Linked DNA regions of Danio rerio: regions 1 and 3 are each linked to region 2. Evidence: chromatin contacts called from public Hi-C data. All regions are on one chromosome and are shown on one strand. Each heading gives the region's core, a stretch centred on a gene start, on an enhancer-like site or on the middle of the called end of the contact. The rest is flanking DNA. Distances are from core to core; before and after follow the strand shown.

The links. A called contact is a pair of places that touch in the nucleus more often than the background predicts.
Region 1: a Hi-C map of an unstated tissue shows a contact between it and region 2, with 3 times the contacts expected there. The contact joins the promoter of rapgef2b here to the enhancer-like site in region 2. A contact is called at or near these places in 3 of 18 Hi-C or Micro-C datasets (caudal fin, embryo and an unstated tissue) and 1 of 4 datasets of contacts at active chromatin or transcription factors (embryo).
Region 3: a contact with region 2 is called in a Hi-C map of an unstated tissue, with 4 times the contacts expected there. The contact joins two enhancer-like sites. A contact is called at or near these places in 3 of 18 Hi-C or Micro-C datasets (caudal fin, embryo and an unstated tissue).

Annotation. Positions count from the first base shown.
Region 1 is chr14:52,683,229-52,686,670 of GRCz12tu, reverse strand. rapgef2b (Rap guanine nucleotide exchange factor 2b) reads left to right here and starts at 1,823. Exons shown (of 27, transcript XM_073922281.1): 1 at 1,823-2,421. It overlaps spmip2 (sperm microtubule inner protein 2), which reads right to left and starts at 2,405. Exons shown (of 4, transcript XM_009291291.5): 1 at 190-2,405. The coding sequence starts at 346.
Region 2 is chr14:52,437,641-52,440,735 of GRCz12tu, reverse strand. All of the region lies in intron 26 of rapgef2b (Rap guanine nucleotide exchange factor 2b), which reads left to right. Among named protein-coding and RNA genes, the nearest start is that of trnaq-cug, 200 kb to the left of the region's middle. Within about 2 kb of position 1,550, at least 3 of the 62 cell types and tissues checked have an H3K27ac peak or open chromatin away from gene starts, as enhancers often do.
Region 3 is chr14:52,620,010-52,623,345 of GRCz12tu, reverse strand. All of the region lies in intron 1 of rapgef2b (Rap guanine nucleotide exchange factor 2b), which reads left to right. Among named protein-coding and RNA genes, the nearest start is that of trnaq-cug, 15 kb to the left of the region's middle. Within about 2 kb of position 2,070, at least 46 of the 62 cell types and tissues checked have an H3K27ac peak or open chromatin away from gene starts, as enhancers often do.

The sequences.
Region 1 (3,442 bases), core at 574-3,073, 250 kb before region 2:
AAAAAAGTCTAAATCTACAAGTCTAAATTTTTGTTTTAATTGACATGTTCTTTAATTTTAAGACGTCAATTAGATTTTCACTGACAGTCTAAATTTAGCCTCGTTTAAGCCAAGCTGGCTGTGTTTAGACATTTATTAGATGTCTTTTCTACACAAAATTACTTGGTGTTTATGTTCAGAAAGACTCACCTGTGAAGAGGATTCTCTGTCCAGTTTCTCTGTCCGCTTCAGAAGATGTGCTATCCAGTTTAACCCTCTTCATCACACTCATTTCTATGTTTAAAAGAGTTGAGATGTCCTTATGCATCTCAGTGGACTGTAATACAAGCTCTGGGCAGGAGGTCATCTCTCTCTCTCTCTCTCTCTCTCTCTCTCTCTCTCTCTCTCTCTCCTTCTCTCTCTCTCTCTCTCTCTCTCTCTCTCATGAACCGCCATGAGTGTTTTGTCTCCATGGAATCAGTGTTTAGTTGGGATGCATTACATTTATAGGCTTATGGATTATTTATTAAAAGGTATAAGCACCGCTGAAATCAGTCCACGCTGTTTATTCAGTGCATAATTTAAAACATGCATTAAATGAAGCATAGTTATAAATCTTACACCAATATATAATTAAATTACTATTGGCATGGTGAAACAAATAAAAAAACAAACATAGAAACACATAGCCTACATACATCCATTATATCAAAGAACTTATGTTGAAAAAACACACAAATTTCAAACTGTCCATCACCAGTCCCTGGTTTGTGTGTGTTTGGAGATGCAAGATTGCAAAATTAAAAATGATATGTTTACACATGGGGCGACACGGTGGCTCAGTGGTTAGCACTGTCGCCTCACAGCAAGAAGTCACTGGTTCGAGTCCCAGCTGGTTCAGCTGGCATTTCTGTGTGGAGTTTGCATGTTTTCCCTGTGTTGGCGTGGGTTTCCCCCACAGTCCAAAGAGATGCGCTATAGGGGAATTGAATAAACTAAATTTGCCATAGTGTATGTGTGAATGAGTATGTATGGTGTTTCCCCGTACTGGGTTGCAGTTAGAACGGCTGTGTAAAACATATGCTGGATAAATTGGTGGTTCATTCCACTGTGGCAGCCCCTGATTAATGATCTTGTCTACTGTCCTGAGTGTCTCTCAAGCTGGCCCCGGGCCATCGGGCAGTCCTTATTGTTGAGCCCTGATATATTTTGTCCCCAGCCACGTCGACATCTGTTAGATTATTTGCTATGTTTGTTTTAGAAAGGTACATTGCAACTGTTTTGTTTACATTGAGTTTTAAACAGGACTGGTTTAACCGTTCTGAGACATAACAATAATAATGATCTTTATTCAGGACGACTGTAAAAGCAACATTCATTCATTTTCCTTGGGCTTAGTCAATTTATTCATCAAGGGTGGCCAGAGCAGAATGTACCACCTTATTCGGCATATGTTTTACACAGTGTGTAAACACCTTCCAGCTGCAACCCATCACTGGGAAACATCCATACACACTCATTCATACCCATACAATTTGGCCAATTTAGTTTATTCAATTCACCTATAGCGCATGTCTTTGAACTGAAACCGGAGCTCCCGAAGGAAACCCACACCAGCACAGCGAGAACATGCTAACTCCACACAGAAATGCCAACTGGGACTTGAACCAGCGTCATTCTTGCTGTCAGGCGACAGAGCTAACCATTGAGCAATAATACAGTATAACCTTTTCTTCAAAGCTGCAATTCCACCATCGTCCAGCGGATGTCGCCAAAACTCCACGTGTTGTGAGTAAAGCGCACTGAGGGCGCATTACAAGCATTGTGCTGAATGGACTCGCCCATGAACCTCTTGAGGCGCTCGGTCGGTCACCATGGTGGTGGCGGCGGCTTTTACAACAGCAAGCCCAGACAGACAGCAGACCATCCGTCGCTTCTAGACACTGAAACACTCAGTATAAATGCTGCTTTTCACTCTCCGCTGCTTTGGAAATCACTTAAAATGGACACTCGCCAAAGCGCGTGCAATGGACATTGTTTTAGGATGGAAAACTGAAGATGGAATAGCGAACAGGGGACAAACGGAATGCTGAGAAATGCACTCGTCTGCGTAAAACAGAGCTAAAACTCACTGCTTAAAAATCTCCTCTCAGCGTCCGGTTGGAGAAGCTCCAGCGGCTGGAAGAGGAAAAAGCAGCCGGTCTGGTGCCTGTGGGATCGGGTCGAGGGACATTAAGAAAGCTCCTGGCTCAGGCTGTGGCCTGGGGACAAGACAAGCTCTCTCTGCAGCTTCCGAGAAATAAAAACTGGGTTTGTGCCCCCTTCATAAACAAACCACTTGCGTGAGAGATCGGCTGTGGATTATCCAGGAGCATGGCGTCCTATGTGGATAACAGTTTTCGGCAGGCGGTGATGGTGAATCCGTCAGACAGGACGCAACAGGTCAGTCTTTAAATCATTTATTATGTGGCTGTTAACTGTTACAGTATACGCTGGGTTTCTGCTGTGTGTCATGTGGAGGAAATTAATGTACCCTTATAGTGTTGACAGTGCTGTAGTTATGCTACTTTACACGCGTATCTGAATTCAATTGTCCTAATAAGCTTATAAGATATTCGCGTTAATGTTATCTTCAATGTTTTTGGAGTCTATTAACATCAACATGAATGTAAACTTAGCATCGTTCACAACTAAACACGCTTTGTTTTCATGGGAAATAGTTTAACATGACTTAAATGTTGAATATAGGAAGGTTTATATGTTTAGCACAGCATTTTTGTGCGGTTAGCCTATGATTTGGAAGACGTTGCTATGACATTTGCTGTAACGTTATAGTCTCCACCCTTTGGTGGGCTCAGTCGGCGAGAGAGGAACATTATCTTATTATTACTTTGCTGTGAGGATATTGATATATGTAAAAGTCGAGATGAATTTGCATTTTAGTTTGTGTTATTTATGTTAGTTTGGGATCATTTGGAGAAACTAAGATAACGATTCGATCCTAGTGAGTCGCTTTCTTAAAGTGACAGGCTGCTTTGTCAGACATAAAGGAAGACAAATGATTCTTCTATTGTACATCTGGATAATTAGATTTTACCTCCTGTTTTATATCAGCTTACGGTCATTTTGATCCAGATTGTGTGCTTTTTACCTTAAATAACCGAATAGGGTCTATGTTTAAAGTGCATTTGAGGTCATTCTCATATAATAGAATCATTGTTTATTGTGTGTGAACGAGTCGGAGTTTGAATGAATCGTTTAAGTGAGCGATTCTGAATGAACTGATGCAGATTGCGCTGGTTTTAAAACCAAATGTAATAATTTAAGTTATATTTTAGTTATAATAATCAATTCAGTTACTTCTCAAATGAGCAGAGTGAAGCATTTCTGTGAATAATTTGGGGATTTATTCATTCAGCTATTAAAATCAATGCAGTTGGAGATAGGGCTGCAGAATATATTG
Region 2 (3,095 bases), core at 301-2,800:
GGATTATCAAATGTGGTTCTACTTAATAGCAGAATAATGAGAGAGATATGTTTTGAGAAATAGTTATAACTTTTCTTGAAAGTCAAGTTTACACATGCTAAGATTATTCTGCCTCTGAAAAAGCTCAAATGATGCTGTCAAGATTTTGAAAGTTTCTGATTGGTTAATTGACAACATTTGAGTTAATTGGAGGCACAACTGTAGAACAGTATTTAAGGAAAACCTCAAACACACTGCTTCCTTGTGTGACAACATGGAGTTATCAACAAGCCAGAATCAACAAAAAAGTCAGGTGACAATTTGCTAAATTACACTGGGAAAATAATAGTTTTTGGAGACATGTCCTCTGGTCTGATGGAGCTAAGATTGAACTGTTTGGCTATAATGACCAGTGTTACATTTGGAGGACAAAAGGGAAAGCTTACAGGCCTAGGATCACCATCCCAACTGTGAAGTATGGGGGCGGCAGCATCATGTTGTGGGGCTGTTTTGCTGCAGAAGGGACTGGTCCACTTCACAGCATAGATGGCATCATGAAGAAAGAACATTATGTAGAAATACAGAAGCAACATCTCAAGTCATCAGCCAGGAAATTAAAACTTGGCCACATATGGGTCTTCCAAACAGACCATGACTCTAAGCATACTGCCAAATTAGTTAAAATGTGCTTTAAGGACAACAGAGTGAATGTTTTAGAGTGGCCATCACAAAGCCCTGATCTCAATCCTATTAAAATTTTGTGGGCAGAGTTGAAAAAGCTTGTGCGAGCAAGACAGCCAACAAATCTGACTCAGTTACACCAATTCTGTCAGGAGGAATGGGCCAAAATTCCTTCAAACTATTGTGAGAAACTTGTGGAAGGATACTCAAAACATTTGACCAAAGTTATACAGTTTAAAAGCAAAGCTAAATAAAACACCAGGGAAATGTGTGTAAACTTTTGACTGTCTAGAAATTAATAATAAATTCTCTAAAAATAAATTCTCTCGAATGTATGTAAACTTCTGGTTTCAACTATGTTTAAATGGCTTAAACAACCTAACGAATGCTTAAGTCTATTTAGCGGATTGTATTTTATTTACAATACAACATCAATACTGTAAAAGAAACCGTATGTAATATAGCAAAAATAGCCACATTATCCTTTCAGCGGAAGTGTTTCGGTAGGGGGAAAAAAACACTAGCTGTGCGTATACCCCATTATTCCACAACAAGATGAAACGGCACAACAAGCCATCCAACTCACACTGATCTAGTGCATGCATCCGCCGGCATTTCCGAGAAGCATTTGGGATATTAAACAGAGCTGTGGTGTCCATCTCCTCCCTCCAGCACGGAAGGACGGCCGCTATCGGGACCCTCCACCAACGCCGCCGGGTTACACCGCGCTGACCATCACAGATGTGACCGAGGGAACGCCACATTCGGGCAGGAAACCACCAGACTACACCACCGCCCTGCAGCGCTCGCGCCTCGTCACACACTCCCTCGACTCCCAGCAGCCCCCAGCCGCAGGGAAACCGGACCCCCGGGGCCGAGAGGAGGACGAGGCAGTGGAGGTGGAGGAGGAGGGTGAGTGCTTGTCTCCCAAACTCAGAGCTCAGAGGAGGAGAGGTCCACACACAGCAGTTCCCCCCAGGCCATGAGTTACATACACCACCCCGACAGGAAGGTAAAACATCATAAACTCCAGTTCCACCCGCACACGCACTGAGCACGTTTACATGCACACCGCTATTCAGCTAAACCGGCTGTTTGACATGACCTGTTGTATTGGGCTATATGCAAACCCGCCAATACATGTAATCCGCGCTGATATGATCGGGTTAGTATAGCTTTACATCTCAGGGATGTGACATCAAAACTTTTAAGGTAAACTTTAATACAAATATCCAAATTCAAGTCAAGTTTATTTGTATTGCGCTTTTCACAATAATAATTGTTCCAAAGCAGCTTTACTAAATGTGTGTGTTATTACATAGCAGTCAAAACCAGAAAAGCCTAAGGTGTAAGTATGGTGGACAGTACTGCTGTCAAATGTTTACACGGAGGACAAGGGAGTGAGCAAATTACTAGGGAATTTTCATTCTGGAAGTGAGCTAGTCATTTAAAAATTTCAGTATATAACTTTTAAGTAAGGGTGTAACGGATCACTATTGATCTGTGATTCGTATTGATTACAATCCACGGTTTACCCACATTTTATTCTTACGGCTCTTGTGGATTAATCAAAAATTTGTAATGTTCGCAGAGAGATCACCAACCACGTCATTCAAATCACATGTCAAAGCATTTAGGCTTTCCTGTAAAATATAATGATGACGGAAGAAGTTGTGGTGGGTTATTTGGGATGTGGTGGGTGTCTGAGGTTATTCAAGGTTCAGGATCTCAACACCCACGCAACATAAATGATAAATAAAAGTGATTTGCATATGTTTATTATTCTTTTGAATGGCTGCATTCAAATCTGTGTTTGAAATAGACAAAAATTAAGAAAGAGATTCAGTCTTTAGTCTTTTGAGTTACAAACACAGAAGTACTAGGATAACAATTTATAGTTTAGGTAAATCCACTGATGTTTAGGGTAAAGATTAAAATCACAATCATATGCATTTAACTATGCTCAAAAATGAAAGTTGTTGTTGACAGCAACTATATTATTTAACCAATAGGTGGCGACAACCAGCCATCATAAACATGCCACTGAATAATTCTTCAAAAATGATCATTTAGCAATGAAACATGATGCTTTAAGTGAATCACTGAATCATTTATTGAAAATAAGACTAAAAATAAATATAGATTGTACAAGTTATGTTAGATTTCTACATTTAGTAATATCAGCAACAGGAATAGTAACAGTAATTTTTTCACAGTACTGAGTATTACACAAAAGTGTCTCGCGGTGCTGTTTTTTTATAATAAATGCAAACCAAATGACATTTGTCTTCTTTGACTGATCCACAAAATGGTCCAATCCAGACTAAAAAACCAGAACGTGATCCTAAAGCCGCCTTTCCACTGCACACGACATTTGGACACAACTGTCGGAATACGCCCTCTTGTGGCAGTCGCACAGAATTTTCTGTTTTGTC
Region 3 (3,336 bases), core at 821-3,320, 180 kb before region 2:
CGCTTACAGCAGTTCCTCGAATCAAATACCTCGTTTGTCGCGAGGGGCATGAATGAATTCCCTGAATCAAAGAGCCAAACTGCAGTTAAAGTCCAACATTTATTAATTCAGCAAATAATTCGACTACAGATGTCCATGTAGGTTAAACACCATCGCTTTCTCCTGTCTGTGTGTGTGTGTATTTTGACTCTGAAACTCGCGCGTGCACAAATAGACACTCCCACACCCTCCCACTTTAGTTCCTCCGACACTCCCCCCTAAACAGAGCTGGACACGCCCACTTTTCTAACTTTTCCGAAAGTAGAGGTGTGAAAACACCCTGCTGAAACGAGGGGGTTTCATGGCCCTTTAAGGGGCCTTGACCAGTGCCAGTAAATGCCTAAATTAATCGTATAGCTCTTTTATAAAGTTTTCGTTTTTTTATACGTTTTAAATTATGTCTATAACCATTATGATTTTAACATTATTGCTTCTTTTTAAAACCACGGCATCCATGAACAGTGGAACATTCCTTTGATACTGCACGTGCACATATTAAAATCTAATCACCAATATAGCTTAGTTTACTTAGGGTGCACTCACACTAGGCTATCTTAACCATGCCTGGTTAGAAGAGGTGTGCCAGAATGTGGTTCAGTTGGGCTTTAGCACGGTACGCTTGTAGTGTGAGTGCAAATCGCGCCTGAGCCTGAAACTGAACATGCAATGTCACTTTTTTGTTTGTTTATGATTTATTTACCGTTTTTACATTTTACAAGCATATCAAACAAGCCTTATAGAAATAATAATATAAAAAATTAAATACAAAAAAAGAATAATATTAAATTAAAATAAAAGTGAGCTTTGGCATAGTTCAAGGAAACTCTAGTGTGAGTAAACCATTACTAAGCTTAGTAAAAAAACAAACAAACAAATAAACATTTAAAGAACATCTTTAACTAAATTAAACATGAAAATGGTTATACAAATACACAAATAAATGCCAAACAAAACCTACTAATATAAACTGTTCATCAAATCTGCATTAGTTTCCTAATGAATAATGAAGAGCATCTTCACTTGCAAGATGTCCAATCATGTATGCAGTGTTTGAAGTAAATGTCAGCAAATGATTGAGATTTATAACGTGTATAACTGACCAGAACTAAAACACAGCTTCACACAGGGTATCTGCTGGGTCTTAAAAGGTCTTTAAATTTCTTAAATCTCAAAAACAGAATTTTAGGCCTTAAAAAGTCTTAAATTTACTGAAATTTTGTTTTGTAGGTCTTAAATCATTTTTAATCAGGTCTTAATTTTTCATTTTTCATCTATAGCTACCCAATCTAGCCAACACCCATACAATCATCAACAATTCATCTTTTTATTTAAAAATGTAATTTAACTCTATTCACCATAATGGTTTCATTGTTTTCCTTATTGTAATGTTTGTTTGAAGGTTCCCCTTGTATTTACTGCCGATGACACTGACCTGGACAGACTGTTGTGTATACATTTAGTTTATTATAGTTTTTAAAATATTTGTCAATTTTTTATTTTGAAGAAAGTTCATGCTGAAAGAAGCGCATGTTTACAACTAGAGCTTGCTTGTTTTGACACAATATTTAAAATATTTTGCTAAGAAATGTCTTAAATATTAAATTTATTTTTATCACTAAAATATTATTGTATTATTAAATGTAAATTATTATCGTAAAAATAAATGTATTAAATTATAATGCATTTTTGATAGGGCAAATAAACAATTTTTTTCGATCTGCGCCATTCGAAAAACTTGTTAGTGTTTAGCCCTGTATGAGTCTAAAATTTAATTCATAGTGGCCTTAAAAATGTCTTAAATTTAACTTTGTGAAAACTTCAGAAACCCTGTTACATGTTCTTGTCTGATGGCTTATTGTTTGGAAAGGCTTGTGTGTTTGGAGCTTCTCATTATGAGCTTCTGGCAGACACAGACAGAGAGAGAGAGAGAGAGTTATTAAAGCAGTGAAACTCCTCATGGGGACACTGGGACTGAAGAAACGGGGTTCTGCACATTCTTTCCATGTTGAATTTAGAAGTAATATTTGCGGGGGGAGAAGAAAAGCCACAGTTTTTTTTCCTTTTCTCTGGTAGATGTTCATTCCAGCCAGCAGTGGCGCTGAGCTGAGAAACGCTGAACTCTCACATCATCTAGTGGGGGATCTGGGAACTGCAGTTCCGCCACTGCCTCTTTGTCATTGTCACAGACGCATTGTTCGCTTTTTTGCTTGCTAAAGCAGTATTACTGCTACTATTGCTCATGCTTTGGGAGGTTATGGATTTAGACAATCAGTTAGGTGGTACATTTAATATGTAGCTTATACTATACATTTTATTTGTGCTGTACAATGATGCCTCAAACCATTTTTCTCACTGAGAGATGATGTGTTGTTTCTATTCTTAGCAATCACACCTTAGCAACCACCCAGAGAATCATCATTAATCTCATTTAAAATCCATTGAAATATAAATATAAATAAATAAGCTCAAATTGTGGATGAAGAAAAACATTAGGTGTTTTACAATGGTATCTTCGATCAATGAATCGCAATATGTCAATTACAATGATGAGCTCTGGACTTTTGTTACTTTAAATTGACCTTAGAGCCCATCACACTGCAGAAACGTGCAACAATGGGAATCTAAAAGTGTGTTGATATTAGAGATGTACCGAATTTTCAGCCAATTAAAATTTATCGACCAAAAATCTTGTGCCATTTAATGGACCCTCTAATTTTTGTGGCTTCAATCATTGTTTGGGTACTCTTTTAAATCTGGAAGCTTTAACAACTTATATCAAAATATATATCGTTATCATTCAATATGGAAAATAATTATTAAGATTTTTGCCATATCGCCCAGCCCTATAGTATCTATCCTGTTTTAGGATGTCACACATCTTAATTCTCAGTATTAAATACCAGTTTTCCAGTAATATTTTTGTGATATTCTACTATTTCTTAATATTTAACATTGGGTTTATTTGTTTTATATAAAAAATAAAAAGCACTACCGTGAAAATACATTGCTAAATTAATAGATTAATTGAAATACTTTTATTTAAAAATGTTATGTCCTTATATTTTTATTATTTTTGTAAAAAAAATATATAAAATACCATTTTATCAGATTTCTGCTGATTTCAAAATTTCACAGTTATTTATTCCATGTTGCCGTTCATTAAAATTTACAAGATAATTTTCAATAATTACTCTTTTCCCCCAGTTTCCACACAAACGCACACACACATCATATTCATTTCATTTTCCTCTAGCTTGATCTTTATTTCAGAGGTTGCCAGGTTGGAATTAACCACCA